Regions from separate parts of the Mus musculus genome. Here regions 2 and 3 are each linked to region 1. A link is a contact called in public Hi-C data. All regions are on one chromosome and are shown on one strand. The core of a region is the stretch at or near the end of the contact, and the rest is flanking DNA. Distances in the headings are between cores, read along the strand shown. Region 1 holds the start of Tmem178 (transmembrane protein 178). Region 2 overlaps Map4k3 (mitogen-activated protein kinase kinase kinase kinase 3). Region 3 overlaps Map4k3 (mitogen-activated protein kinase kinase kinase kinase 3).

Region 1 (4,092 bases), core at 894-3,393:
CATAAGTATCCTGGAGTATCCCTGTGGGAGTTCTCCTGCTGTGGGCTTAGACTCTGCTCTACTGTTTCAGACACTACACTCTATCCAAATTGCATGCAGTGAAATACTCTAAGCACAGGGGAATGTGTGTGTGTGTGTGTGTGTGTGTGTGTGTGTGTGTGTGTGTGTGTGAAAAATGCAATTCTGCTATTTCCAAAGACAGACTACACTGCTTACTTTCAAAATTGTCCTGCCTAAATGAGCATTCCATAACTGAGCCTCCACAGTCAGCTTTTACAGTTTGTTCCTGTATTACGCTACTATCAGGATTAATTATGCAGTGTCTTCATGAGGAGAAATCAGATTTGGATGCAAGTTGGAACAGAAAAGAAAAAGGTTTACTTCCCAAAGGAAGATTACTGTATCCGATTGCCCCACCCCACCCCACCCCCAAATTGCTGGAGTCCTTCCATATACAGACAGATTTGGATGGCAGTCCCCAGCTGGGCTAGCCATGGGAAGGAGGAAATTGACATGTTTGAGAAATGAAGACTATGCCAAAGAACAAGATGGGGAAGGCCAGTATTAACCCCCTCCTTTCTCGGTAGTTCCATGGCAGGCTGTAATTCAATTTACATCTGTTCACTTGCTTCTAAATATTTTCAAATGGACTGACCTCGTACTTCCTTTTGGGAACAGTGAGTCCAAGGAAAAGAAGTTTATTTATTTGTTTTTCTCTCAGGGGACAAAAAATTCTACTAAGGTTTGATCTTTAGAAGTTAAAGGAATCACCACAAGAGAGGATTACAAAGAAAATATTCAAACTACCTGATTCCATACATAAGATAGGTGTTGCATAGATTCCAGAAGAGCAAAATGATGCTGTACCAACGCAAAGCCCAATAACAAAACAATAAAGACAACCTACAAAGTGTCACAACCATAAGAGCGTGGCAGGTAGAATCTCTGAGCGCAAGTCTACTTTCAAGGACTTGGCCCTTGGCTCTCCTCAGCTGCTTCCTAGACCCTGAGGAGGGTGGTCATCTGGAAGGTTGAATAATGAGTAAAGCCGGTGTCTTAGATCCCTTTAGCTGCCTTTACTAGTGAATTAGGGAATACGAAGTCCAATTCAAACAGATCCTGAACTTGGAGTGTTTGGAGGACAGACCTTCGCTCCCCATTCCAGGCTGGAATGCCACCTCGATTTAATGGTATACCAGCGAGCTCAATCCATGAGAAAGCCCTCTTTCCTTGTTCTGAGGTTTACACCTTGTCTCTTCCAAAGGGCACGTCTCAAAGGAAAATGCAAGTTGAGGAAAGGAACCCAGTTGAGAAAGATCAGTCTTTGTGGCTGTCACCCTCCCTGGGAACACTGTCAAGAAAATCCATATCTACACCCCGAGTCAGCCAGGCACAGACAGAGAAGGACCAGAGGAGAGAGTCTTAGGGAAGATAAAGAGACAGTGTGAGGGGTAAAACGGAGTCCAGGAAAATGGTAAAAGAAGGGTAGGATGAAGGAGCAAGGAAAGGGAGAAAGAAGAGTAGCTGGGGAAGGAAAGCAGGGAAGCAATCTGGAAGGGTGAAAAATGCGCGGGGCAACGGAGCGCAGCGACTGGAGAGGCGACCGCGGGGACCCGCGCGCCCCTGGGATGCCCGGGCTGAGCTCCGCGCGCGGACGTAGAGACGCGGGGCGCGCCCGCCGCTCACCTTTCAGGATGAGGGTGTCGATGTCCCGGTCGATGCCCAGAAAGTAGCACTTCCTCCAGAGGCCCGAGTAGGTGGCGAACAGTGGCCGGCCACACTCAGCGTCCAACCCGCCAAGCCCCAGAAGCGAGCGCCAGGACTCAGGGTCTGAGCGCCCGGGGCCGCCGGGGAGCAGCCGGCGCCCCAGGGGAGGCGAGTCCCGCAGCGGCAGGTGCGACAGCGGCATCAGGCGGTTCTTCTGATCCGGGGGGTCGGCGCCCGCGCGGCTGCGCTCGCAGCTCTCCTTGTGGCGCCGGGGGTCGGTCTCGTACCAGTGGTCGGTGAAGATGGCCGTGACGAGCAGCCCCAGGGAGCAAAGGCTGAGGCCGAGGCTTAGCGCCGTGACGAGCGCCCGTGGCTCCATGGCTTCCCGGCCAGCAGCCGCCGCCGGTGGGCTCGCCGCCGCCGCCAGACACAATGCACTTGGCCTCGGCGCTCCGCCGAGCGCCCTCCCTCCCTGCCACCTGCCCCGCACTCTCCCTCCCACGGCCGCCCGCCCGCCTCTCTCCCCCGCGGGAGCCTCCTCCCGCCCGGCCCCGCGCCCTCCCGCGCTCTCACTTTCCCGCGGCCCTCCCCCTAAGCCGGCTCCCCGCACTCCACAACCCACCCACCCGCTACCCCGGCCGATCACGCCCCTCGTCCCTCTCCCTGCTTCCAGCTCCCGCGGTCAGCCCCCTCTCTCCAGCCCCCTCTCCCTGCCTTCACCTCTGCTCTCCATCCTCCCTTTGCTCTCTATCCTCCTTTCTCCTCTTAACCCCGTCCCTACTTTCCCTTTACTTTTCTTCAACTCTTCCAGACGCTCTTTCCCCACTCGGGAGGGCCTTTGTGTCCCTGGCTCCTTCTGCCTTTATATACCTGCCTTGGATTCCAACCCTCTCTGCACCTACCCCTGCACACACCACCTCCGATCCTCTGTCCCTCCCACGACCTTACAAGACATCCACCAACATCAGGCTGGATCTTTGTCTCTTGTCCAAGTTGATTTTGATCACTGTCTCTGTTTTGCTCCCAGGAGCAAATCCCATCCTTGAACGCGTGTGGTTTTGACTCTTTAGACTCTTGATCTAGAGCAGCCAGCCTCTTTTCTAGACTTCCGAAGGATCCAATCTCAGAGACCTTGGCAGCTAGCTCAATAGCCCTGCTTCCCTCTCTCGGGCTCCTGGCAGCCTGGAACCCTTCTCTCTGCTCCAGCCCTGCTTCTGCAAGAAGATGCCCAGTGTCCCTGGAGCCACAGAACCACAGTCAGAGATAATAGCCGCCCACTTCATTCCTGCCTGTTCTGAGATGGACTTCTTTTTCTTGGGCTATCTCTACGCCTGAGTGACTGACCGTCTCCTGGATCAATACGGCCTTGCAGTGGCACCTGCTCTGCCAAGTGATTATTGCCTTTGAATAAAGCAAGCCCACCAGTGATAAATCAAAGTAATGATTTTCTCCTGTACTAGTTTTTTTTTTTCCTGGTGGTCATCGAGGGTCAACAACAAACCAGTGCTCTACACCGGTCAACATCTGAGGCTTTCTGCTTTTCCAGGGCTTTTCTGGAGTCACAGATGTTCACTCTAAAAATGGCAGGCAGGATCTTTCTAAAAGAGGAATCCTTGGGACCAAAGTACAGAGTGAATGATGCGCATGTATATTCTGCATGGCAAGGTGCCATACCCTGGTCCCACCTACACCCTTGGGGCCATGTCAGAGGCAGAAAACCATGCTGTACCAGTCCAGGACGGCTATCCTTATGCTCTGACACTATGAAATATTAATGACTGAAGAGATTATGAGGCATTCATTAGATGCTAAATGTCATTACTCCGTGCTTTAATGGGACTTATTAATTAGTGCCCCACGTCCGTTGGTATAGAGGTGGTTGATCTGCCTCCTATGGAATGGCATCTGTAACGGTGACACGAGATGCTGCTGCGATCCATGTTCATTGCTGCTTGGGCTCCACGTCTTCAGGGATTTTTTTTTTCCTGTGGAAGAGCATGTACCTCTTCTTAGCTGTTCACTTCACAGAAAGATCCCTTAAGCAAATCTTGGTCCTATCAGACCCCCATGCCCGTGTCTGCTGACCTGACAATGTGAATTATTGCTTGGATTTTTCCTCACAGCTTCAGCAAGAACTGTGATGAGCTCTGGGTCTAATTAAGGAAGACAAAGAATTACAATTTTAGTGTTCTTCTCACAATCAGCTTTTCCTTCTCAGGAAGCACTAAACCCGGCAGAGGAAGCGTTTTCAGGATTTACACAGAAATGATGGGACTTAGAAGGTTTCATTTATTTATATTCTATAATATGTGTAAGATTATAGATCTTTCCAGATATACAGAGCCCCTTTAACTGTGAGTCGAACTGGCATCTGAAATTAACTTA
Region 2 (4,092 bases), core at 837-3,336, 340 kb after region 1:
CAGAGGGAATCTAGCACACCGGGTACCCTGCAGGTCTGTGGGAAACACGCTAAACACGGGCAGGCGGGCAGCTGAGAAGGGAGGGCACCTGGGCTGGGCCTGCCGAGGATTCCCTGTGAGTAGCTGGAGAAGACACTGAGCAGGGTGACATAACTATGCAGGGAATGAATCCCAATGAATGGCAGCTGTGTAAGCTGAGTACCGACACTCGCCTTAGCTGGATGCAGGCAGCAGAGAGATGGCGCACGCGTCCATCTGAGCATACAGGTTGGTAGCTGAGGACTACTGCGGACGTGAACCATATTCACTGTACCACAAATGCAAGCCGAGCTCACCAGACAGGAGCAGTACAGAGCCAAGAAGAGGATGACATCAGAGACTGAGGCTGGGCGGAAAGCTCAGCAGAAATCAGAGCAGCTGGCTGGGACAGACGGGTCTCAGGGCTGCTTCGGACCTGCTGCCGTGAGTGGCAGCTAACCAAGGACTTGGCCCTGTGTGAGGATCAGGACTTTCTTCTTCCTTGGGCCCGCTTTACGATCTGGGCTTCTCTGTTGGCTTTGCCCGGGTAGCATTGTCCCTCTATGCCTCTGCCTCATAGCTCTTTAAAACCCAGGTGAAGTTAGGGGATTTTGCCATCTTCCTTTCCATGGTTTTCAGAAACCTCCTTATTCCTATGTATTTACATTAGATTTTAAATGTAAGAAAAGTTCAAACACTTGAGGCAGTTCAATTTTATTATTTGCAAGTTGTATTATAAAATCTTATTAGTGCCTGTAATATTTTCTAGTGATTATAAAAGGGATATAATAAAAAAGAGATAAGCAAATACTTTATTTTTAGAAGCCAAAAATATAACCTCCGTACATTGCTGTCAAAAGCACTCTGTAACCACCTGAGTTTGCATATCACATCATTTGACAACTTCTCACCAGAGTCACCTTGGCCCTTTCCTTCAGGATGGTGTGGCCTTGGGTGCCACTGTACACATGACCCCTGATGGTGAACAACAGTCTCATACGTGCATGTAAACAAAAGCTTTTTTTTTTGGGGGGGGGGGTCGAGACAGGGTATCTCTGTGTAGCCTTGGCTGTCCTGGAACTTACTCTGTAGACCAGGCTGGCCTCGAACTCAGAAATCCACCTGCCTCTGCCTCCCAAGTGCTGGGATTAAACAAAAGCCTTTAAGTGCTGGGACACTCTCACTATTTTCTAAAGCAGTCTTTCTCATTCACTATAATATCCGATTATTAAGAAATGGCAGCCTGCTTTTGATTTTTTGTAGTCTCTATTTTTGGACCATAATAACTATTATTGTACAGATTTTGTATTCTAAGAAGGCTGATGTTTCCTCTTTTTGCCTTTTCAGTGAGAAATCCTTACACGGGCCATAAGTACCTGTGCGGGGCGCTTCAGACCAGCATTGTTCTATTAGAATGGGTTGAGCCAATGCAGAAATTTATGTTAATTAAGGTAAGTATTCATGACATCTGTAGTACAAACCCTTTGTTAGCCTTGCTCTTATTTCCGCCAACTCTCAAGTGTGTGTAGACTGGAAGTTATGCGGTGGCTGCATGGAGGTTCTGAAAGAACCCAGGGATGGCAGTGGGGGACTGGAGCGAGCTCCCTGGCTCCCGTGACCTTCGGGAGACTGGGTTTTGTTTAAGCGTCTCTTCGATCTTTCAAGGAGGATCTAGGTCTGATTTTGCTTTCCTGCAATCCTAGCACTTGAGGGGAAGAAGGCAAAAGGATCTAGAGTACATGAGACCCCAGCTCAAAAAAAAAAAAAAAAAATCACTACACAAAAATGCTTTACTCCAAAGCCTGAAGGAAAGTAGCCCTGTTGATACCTCGTGGAATGCAGCCTACTTATGGCAAAATCCATTTTTTCTCAGCTTCTCCTTTATCTTGCCGAGTGTGAAAAGTATGCCTTTCCCCGGGTGGCGCGAACATCTGTACAGTTGAGTTTCCCAGTCTCCTCCTGCCTTTCTTCCTTGAGCTCCACCCTGACTGTTCCCTCCATTCTTGACGTCTATATAGTGAAAACGGCTCCTGTGATGTCAGTCAGCCACGCGCATTGAAAGGATAGTTAAGCTTCAGCATGAGCGCCCTCTGCAGGCCGTTTCCTGTTACAGGACCTGTGCAGGGTGTCTGGGGTGTGCTTCAGCGAGTAAGATGCTTGAGGCCCTGAGTGTGAATTACCACTTCCCCTCGCCCCTGCCAAGGAAAAGCAGGGCACAGCCACGTGCAACTGTGTCTGTCCCCAGCACTGGGAGAGTCAGGAGAGGGTCACCACTCACACACACAACACACACATACAACACACAAACACACGCAGGAGGGAATGTGTGCTCCTAGATGCAGTAAGCCACAGGTTATCCCTCTGTGGCTTCTCTTTCCTAAGTGGACAGCACTGGAGAACCTGGCCTGACTGATGACTGAGGCCTAGGGCCAGCTTTCTGCGACAGGAGTCAGTGCACACCCCGCTCTCATCCAGGAGGGTCCCATGCCCCTTTCCTGACATTCTTGAATGTTCCTTGCTCTTTGTGCTTCATGACTCCTGTGCACTGTTCATTTTGTTTGTGGATTTGGATTTATTTAGCTTTCTTGGCTTCTATAGTGTGACTGCTTATTAGGTGCATTCAAATATATTCCCTTGCTTTCTGTATCCTTTCATCCTCTTGGTGGCATGTTGGACAGTGTTTGCATCATTAGGCCACATTTTTATCATAAACAAGATGAAATTAAAGGTCTCCCCAGCAACTATGTTCTTACTCTAAAGAAAACTCAGCGCTGTTTGCTGGAGTAAGTCAGATGTGAGGACCACTCTCTAAATCAGGACCCCATGCTGCTGTGACTTTTGCACTCAGCCTAATCATTAGAGGAAGCCAAATGTACACGGAGACAAAACCTGTTGAATTCTTACATGCTCAGAGAAAAGAAAGAAAGAAAAAGAAAAAGGGGAAGGGGAAGGAAAGGAAATGAAAGAAAGACCCAGAAATATTCTGCCGAAGTCTTCATTGATCTTAACTTCATCTGAAAGATTCTTTAAGTTCTTTAAATTGCCTGATCATGAATATGAAACGTTGGGCTGAAGATGGCTCAGCCATTAAGAGCTCCATTGAATCCAACACCTCTGCCTCCTCAGGCACATAATTAAAAATTAAATTTTTTGGAAGAATATGGTAGGTTGGGTCTGAAGAAATAGATCAGTGGTTAGGAGCACTAGTTATTCTTCCTTAGGACCCATGTTCAATTCCCAGCACCTCTAGCCATCTGTCTTAGGGCTCTCTAGAGTCACAGGACTTATAGAATGTCTCTCCCCACATTGAGGGGATTTACTGTGATGACCTGCACGTTCCAGCGGAAGGTAAGTACCTGAGGGCCACCACTCTTGGATCTGGGACTTGCTTTGTCCCAGGCTGACCTTGAACTCAGAGATCTCCTTGTCTCTGTTTCCTGGGATTAAGGGTGTGTACTTCCTTGCTTGGCCCTAAGTTTTTATGGCCACTGTGCCTCAAGATCTCCATGCCAAGATCCAGGTCAGAAACTTGTGTCTTCCACCCTCAAGATCTGGATCATGGGTGTGCCCTCCAATTCTGGACTGTAGTTCATTCCAGATATAGTCAAGTTGACAACCAGGAATAGCCATTACACCATCTTTAACTTCAATTCTAGATCTGACACCCTCTTTTGGCCTCTGCAGGCACCAGGCATGCATTTAGTATACAGATTTATATGCAGGCAAAACACCCATATACATAAAATTAGATTTTAAAAATTTGTTAAAGAAATGACAGGTTTGACCAAGCATAGGGACACATGCCAATATCATTCCAACACTTGGAAGGCTGAGTGGCTGAGTCACCAGTTCAGGGCTAGCCTTGGCTACATGGAGAGTTTAAAGCAAGTCTGAGCACCTTAGCAAGATCATGTGGAAGAGGAAAGAGGTTTTACTTAAAATCTGTGCCCTAAGTAGAGGGTGATTTCCTAGAGAGGTGCAGTAAGGAGAGACGTGTCTCGGGTAGAAACACTCCTTTGATCCCTGGGGAGGAGCCTGGGGTGGCTTGTGCACAGGTGTGCATAATAATGGAGA
Region 3 (4,092 bases), core at 981-3,480, 320 kb after region 1:
TTCAATCTATTGATTACACTAGAGAGCTGAGACATCTATTGCCATACTTCAAATTAAGAAACAATGATTACTGACAGACACCTTAGTTTAATGTAAACCATGTCTTTCTCTTCTATAATCTGAACACTTCATTTTTTTTAACCTAACTACACTTTCTAGTATAAAGGGCTTTTAATGAAAAGCTAAAGAAGTATGCTAATTTTGTTTAAGTTTGTTAGATATAAAAGATTAGGAATTTGTCATTATTTATTAGCCTACCTTTCTTCTTTAATCTTTTGCATTGTTTGTTTATTCGTGTATATATTTTGAGGTAAGGTCTCATTATGTAGCCCTGACTGGCCTCAGACTTACAGAGCTCCTCCTGCCTCTGCCTCTGCCTCTGCCTCTGCCTCTGCCTCTGCCTCTGCCTCTGCCTCTCGAATGCTGAAGTTAAAAGATATGCACCATCCACTAGACTCTGTCTTTCTTAACCTGGAAGATAAGTCTAAAACCCCCTGGTGGAAGATGTAGTTTTACCTGAGCAATAGATAATTGTCACTAATTAATTATTCTGATTTTGGTAGACAACAAAGAATAAATTATGTGTCACTGTGTCATAGTGATGTTAAAAATTGAGTGATGTTTTTCTAATGATACCGTTGGCTTTTAAGGACTCCGTTGCAACCAAATTTTCATGTACCTGAAGACGCTGAATATTTTGACTATATGTCGCTCACCCTTTCATTTAAAATTAATGTGCTTGAAAAGTAATATAGTCACAAATGCTTTTCTATATTTCCCAGCTCCAGTTGTCTGATTTTTTCCTAATGTTAGACCTTTTCTTAGTATGTATAGCTACTTTAGCCAGGTAAATGTTAATAATTTGCCCACCCTTCATTTTTTGATGAATTGGATCCCTGCTTAAGGAACTGTATTCTATATAACGAGTCATTGGCAAGGTAGGTTGGCCAAAGTCTTAGCTCTGGCTGTTTCCTGTGTCGTTGTGCACATACATGTGATATGTGCACATACATGTGATATGAGCACATACATGTGATATGTGCACATACATGTGATATGAGCACAGATGCAGCACTTCTCTTACTGTATAATAAGTCTCCTTTATTCTTCAGCGAGGCAGCACTGGACTAAAACTCAGGATTTCCTGCTTTCTCTATAGGTGAAGGTTGGCAGATTCCATTAATGGGTTTCTGCCTAGTTCGTATCCCACAGGAACCTTTGGATTAGATTTGTTGCATGGCCTTTGCTTTCCATAACAAAACCCAACTAACACCTTTTCTTTTGAATTCTGGTATCTCTGGGACTGGTTCTTCTGACCTTCTGTTATTTTTTTAACCAAAGCAGTTATTTTTAAAAGGAAGCTAAACTGCGTCTGGTTTTCTCTGTAGTGTAGAGCATAGTTGTAAGGATAACTAACTGTCCCTGGATAGGAGTAAAGCATGAGTCAGTCAGACCACGGCTCCCATGGCAGCCAACTGCAGAGGCAGAAATGAGTAGCCACTGTGAACTATCTAGTACCCATGGGGCTTAGTGGGCACTTACTGTTTTTACGTGTAAGTAGCTACTTAGTAATTGTCAATTATGCTAGGAAGTAGATAAACTGTTGTTTAATTTTAGAGAAATACCGAGCTTCTTGCTTTTACATACAGTCAGGGAAGTGCATACACAAGTTGTTTTGAGTCAGCCTGGCCGCTGTGTGAGCCTAGTAGCTTGCCGCATGGCTCCCTTTGCTAATTTAGATGTGCTGCGTGCTTGACGGTGGCTTCAGACTTTCCCACCTCAGTTTCCCTCCTTGTCACTGAAATCTGTGTTCATACATTGTGCCAATTTAGAAATTTTCATGAGATTTTTTCCATCATTTCAATATAGTCATTCAGTTCTATTACCAAAAACCCCTTCCCAGCCAAGTGCAAGTGGGTGTGAGAAGGTGGCTCTGTTCTTGTGTAGCCTGGAGCCACTTGTTCTCCAGCGCTCTCTGCTGTGGGAGTGCAATGGCTCACTCAGCAGACTGAGCTGCATCTCATCTTCTCAGTTGTCAAGCCACAAAAGTCGGCCACGTGTCCTCTATGCAACTTTACAGGCTCTATAACTTGTTAGCAAAATACCTTCATTCATAGAAAGACATGAGAAAGCAATGCCGATGCAGGGCTTCCTGTAGGACTCTCACTGCAGAAGCAGAGTGTGGGAGATGGGGTGTGGCTCCCCCTGCTGTGCACAGAGCCACAGTGCATCCCCAGTACCACACCCACACAAAACCCAAAAATGTGCTGTTACCCCAGCACTCAGAGAGTGGAGGCAGGTGGATCACAATCCAAGGCCATCTTCAGCTACACAGCAAGTCTGAGGCCAGCTTGGGCCAGAGAAAATATCACACACACACACACACACACACACACACACACAAAGCCAAATGCCATGTGGATCCCGTTGGTTCTGGTAACAGGAAGTAAAACTATATGTAAACTCTCTTCCTAATTAGTTTCAAATATTAATGCCTAAAAAAAGCTGTCACATGCTTAGGAAATGTAGTTTTTACTTGTTTGTTTATGAAAGGCTTGTTCACTATATAGCCCAGGCTAATGACATGATCAGAGGCTAATGACATGATCAGAGGCGTTTGCTGCCACTGCTGGCTTATCTTCTGAGAGGATACAAAAGCCCACCATCCCCCAGAGACTGTGTTAACTTGGGAAAGCCACACACTTCTCAAATCTTGGGCCCCTTTGTACCATCACCATGCTAAGGCCTTCTTGTTGCTGGTATAGTATTTTAGGATGGAAAAGTAAACAAAAGGGTTTCCAAATATATTTATTTATTTATTTATTTATTTATAAATAGTGATACATCTTCATCTTTAATAAAGTACATGTTTTATACAGTTTTTTAAAAAGTCTTGCCCTAGCCGAGCACTGGTGGTGCATACCTTTAATCCCAGCACTCGGGAGGCAGAGGCAGGTAGATTTCTGAGTTCAAGGCCAGCCTGGTCAGTGAGTTCCAGGACAGCCAGGGCTACACAGAGAAACCCTGTCTCGAAAAACAAAACAAAACAACAAAAAAAGTATTGCTCTAAGGGACCAGCTCAAATGTCTCCTCTCTCTGACACAGTACCCATGTCTGTGTCACTCCAGTTACACCCGTGCAGTCTAGCAAACTGCTGGGGCAATAACAGGCAGTATTCTTATGGAAAGAGCTACTTTTTCCTCTGAGAAAATAATAATAGTAAGGAGGTGGCATTGTTTTCTTTTTTCATATTTTCTTTACTTTCTGCAAGATGGCTGGATTTTCATGTCTGCTACTTCATTTAATCTGTTATGTCATATAGCATATAGTTTCTAGAAAACCATGGGAGAAATGAGAGTAGAAAAAGTTATGTATTCTGCAAACAGTAGGGCCTAGCAGGCCCTCCCGTAGGCGACAGGCTTCTCCCACTGTAATTTGGGCGAGCGCTTCCCGGAGGTGTCCTTAAGAATGCAGGGGAGCAGTGCTTGGTGTGCCCAGGCCTCTCAAGTGCTTTCCACAGCCACCTGTCACTGCGGGCACTTCCCCTACTGCTGCAATTCCCACTTGCATACCAGGAACTAAAGTGTGCCTGCTCACATTGAAATACCAAGGCGTGTGGTGACAGCAGGACTCGGCAGCCAGCCGGCTTTGTCTTCCTTTGCCATGCCGCTGCAGCCATAAGCTCCTGTGGCTTACGGCCCTGGGAGAGCATCACAGTCAACACGACATTCAAATATGACACGTCAGTTGTTCTTTCTTGCTCTGGTACTTGGAATTGATTAATTGTTTTTTGTGTCATTTACCATTTCCGATTCATAACTTGTCATTTGAAAACTCATCAGGCTGGCCTGCTCAATAAACTTGATAGCTAAGCATTCTACTCACTGTCTACAGTAGACAGCTAACAATGCCTTTGGGATTTCGTGGTATGATAACTGTAAGAAAAGCGATTTAGAGGTACAACCTCACAAGCTTTAAGAAGAGTCCATTTCTCCTAGGAATTGCAGCAGCCTGGAGAAGGCTTTGCGTTTCAGCACATGCACAGTGGATAGGTAGTGTGCTTCCTGAATTGCTGTGTCCAAGAACACCCCA

Evidence for each region. A called contact is a pair of places that touch in the nucleus more often than the background predicts.
Region 2: a contact with region 1 is called in a Hi-C map of cerebral cortex, with 2.0 times the contacts expected there. The contact joins the enhancer-like site here to the promoter of Tmem178 in region 1. A contact is called at or near these places in 9 of 39 promoter capture datasets (the 3T3-L1 cell line, cranial neural crest, embryonic stem cells and 5 more), 1 of 484 Hi-C or Micro-C datasets (cerebral cortex) and 13 of 115 datasets of contacts at active chromatin or transcription factors (SST interneurons, craniofacial prominence, embryonic basal ganglia and 7 more).
Region 3: a contact with region 1 is called in a Hi-C map of cerebral cortex, with 5 times the contacts expected there. The contact joins the enhancer-like site here to the promoter of Tmem178 in region 1. A contact is called at or near these places in 13 of 39 promoter capture datasets (the 3T3-L1 cell line, cranial neural crest, embryonic stem cells and 6 more), 3 of 484 Hi-C or Micro-C datasets (cerebral cortex and nephron progenitors), 16 of 115 datasets of contacts at active chromatin or transcription factors (VIP interneurons, cardiomyocytes, craniofacial prominence and 9 more) and 1 of 9 other capture datasets (embryonic stem cells).

What each region holds. Positions count from the first base shown.
Region 1 is chr17:80,942,683-80,946,774 of GRCm38.p6, reverse strand. It overlaps Tmem178 (transmembrane protein 178), which reads right to left and starts at 2,143. Exons shown (of 4, transcript NM_026516.2): 1 at 1,687-2,143. The coding sequence starts at 2,086.
Region 2 is chr17:80,599,570-80,603,661 of GRCm38.p6, reverse strand. It overlaps Map4k3 (mitogen-activated protein kinase kinase kinase kinase 3), which reads left to right. Exons shown (of 34, transcript NM_001290345.1): 28 at 1,366-1,469. Among named protein-coding and RNA genes, the nearest start is that of Cdkl4, 24 kb to the right of the region's middle. Within about 2 kb of position 2,086, at least 6 of the 459 cell types and tissues checked have an H3K27ac peak or open chromatin away from gene starts, as enhancers often do. A contact at or near this core is called in cerebral cortex, where this site is marked.
Region 3 is chr17:80,619,244-80,623,335 of GRCm38.p6, reverse strand. The region is part of intron 16 of Map4k3 (mitogen-activated protein kinase kinase kinase kinase 3); the gene reads left to right. Among named protein-coding and RNA genes, the nearest start is that of Cdkl4, 44 kb to the right of the region's middle. Within about 2 kb of position 2,230, at least 17 of the 459 cell types and tissues checked have an H3K27ac peak or open chromatin away from gene starts, as enhancers often do. A contact at or near this core is called in cerebral cortex, where this site is marked.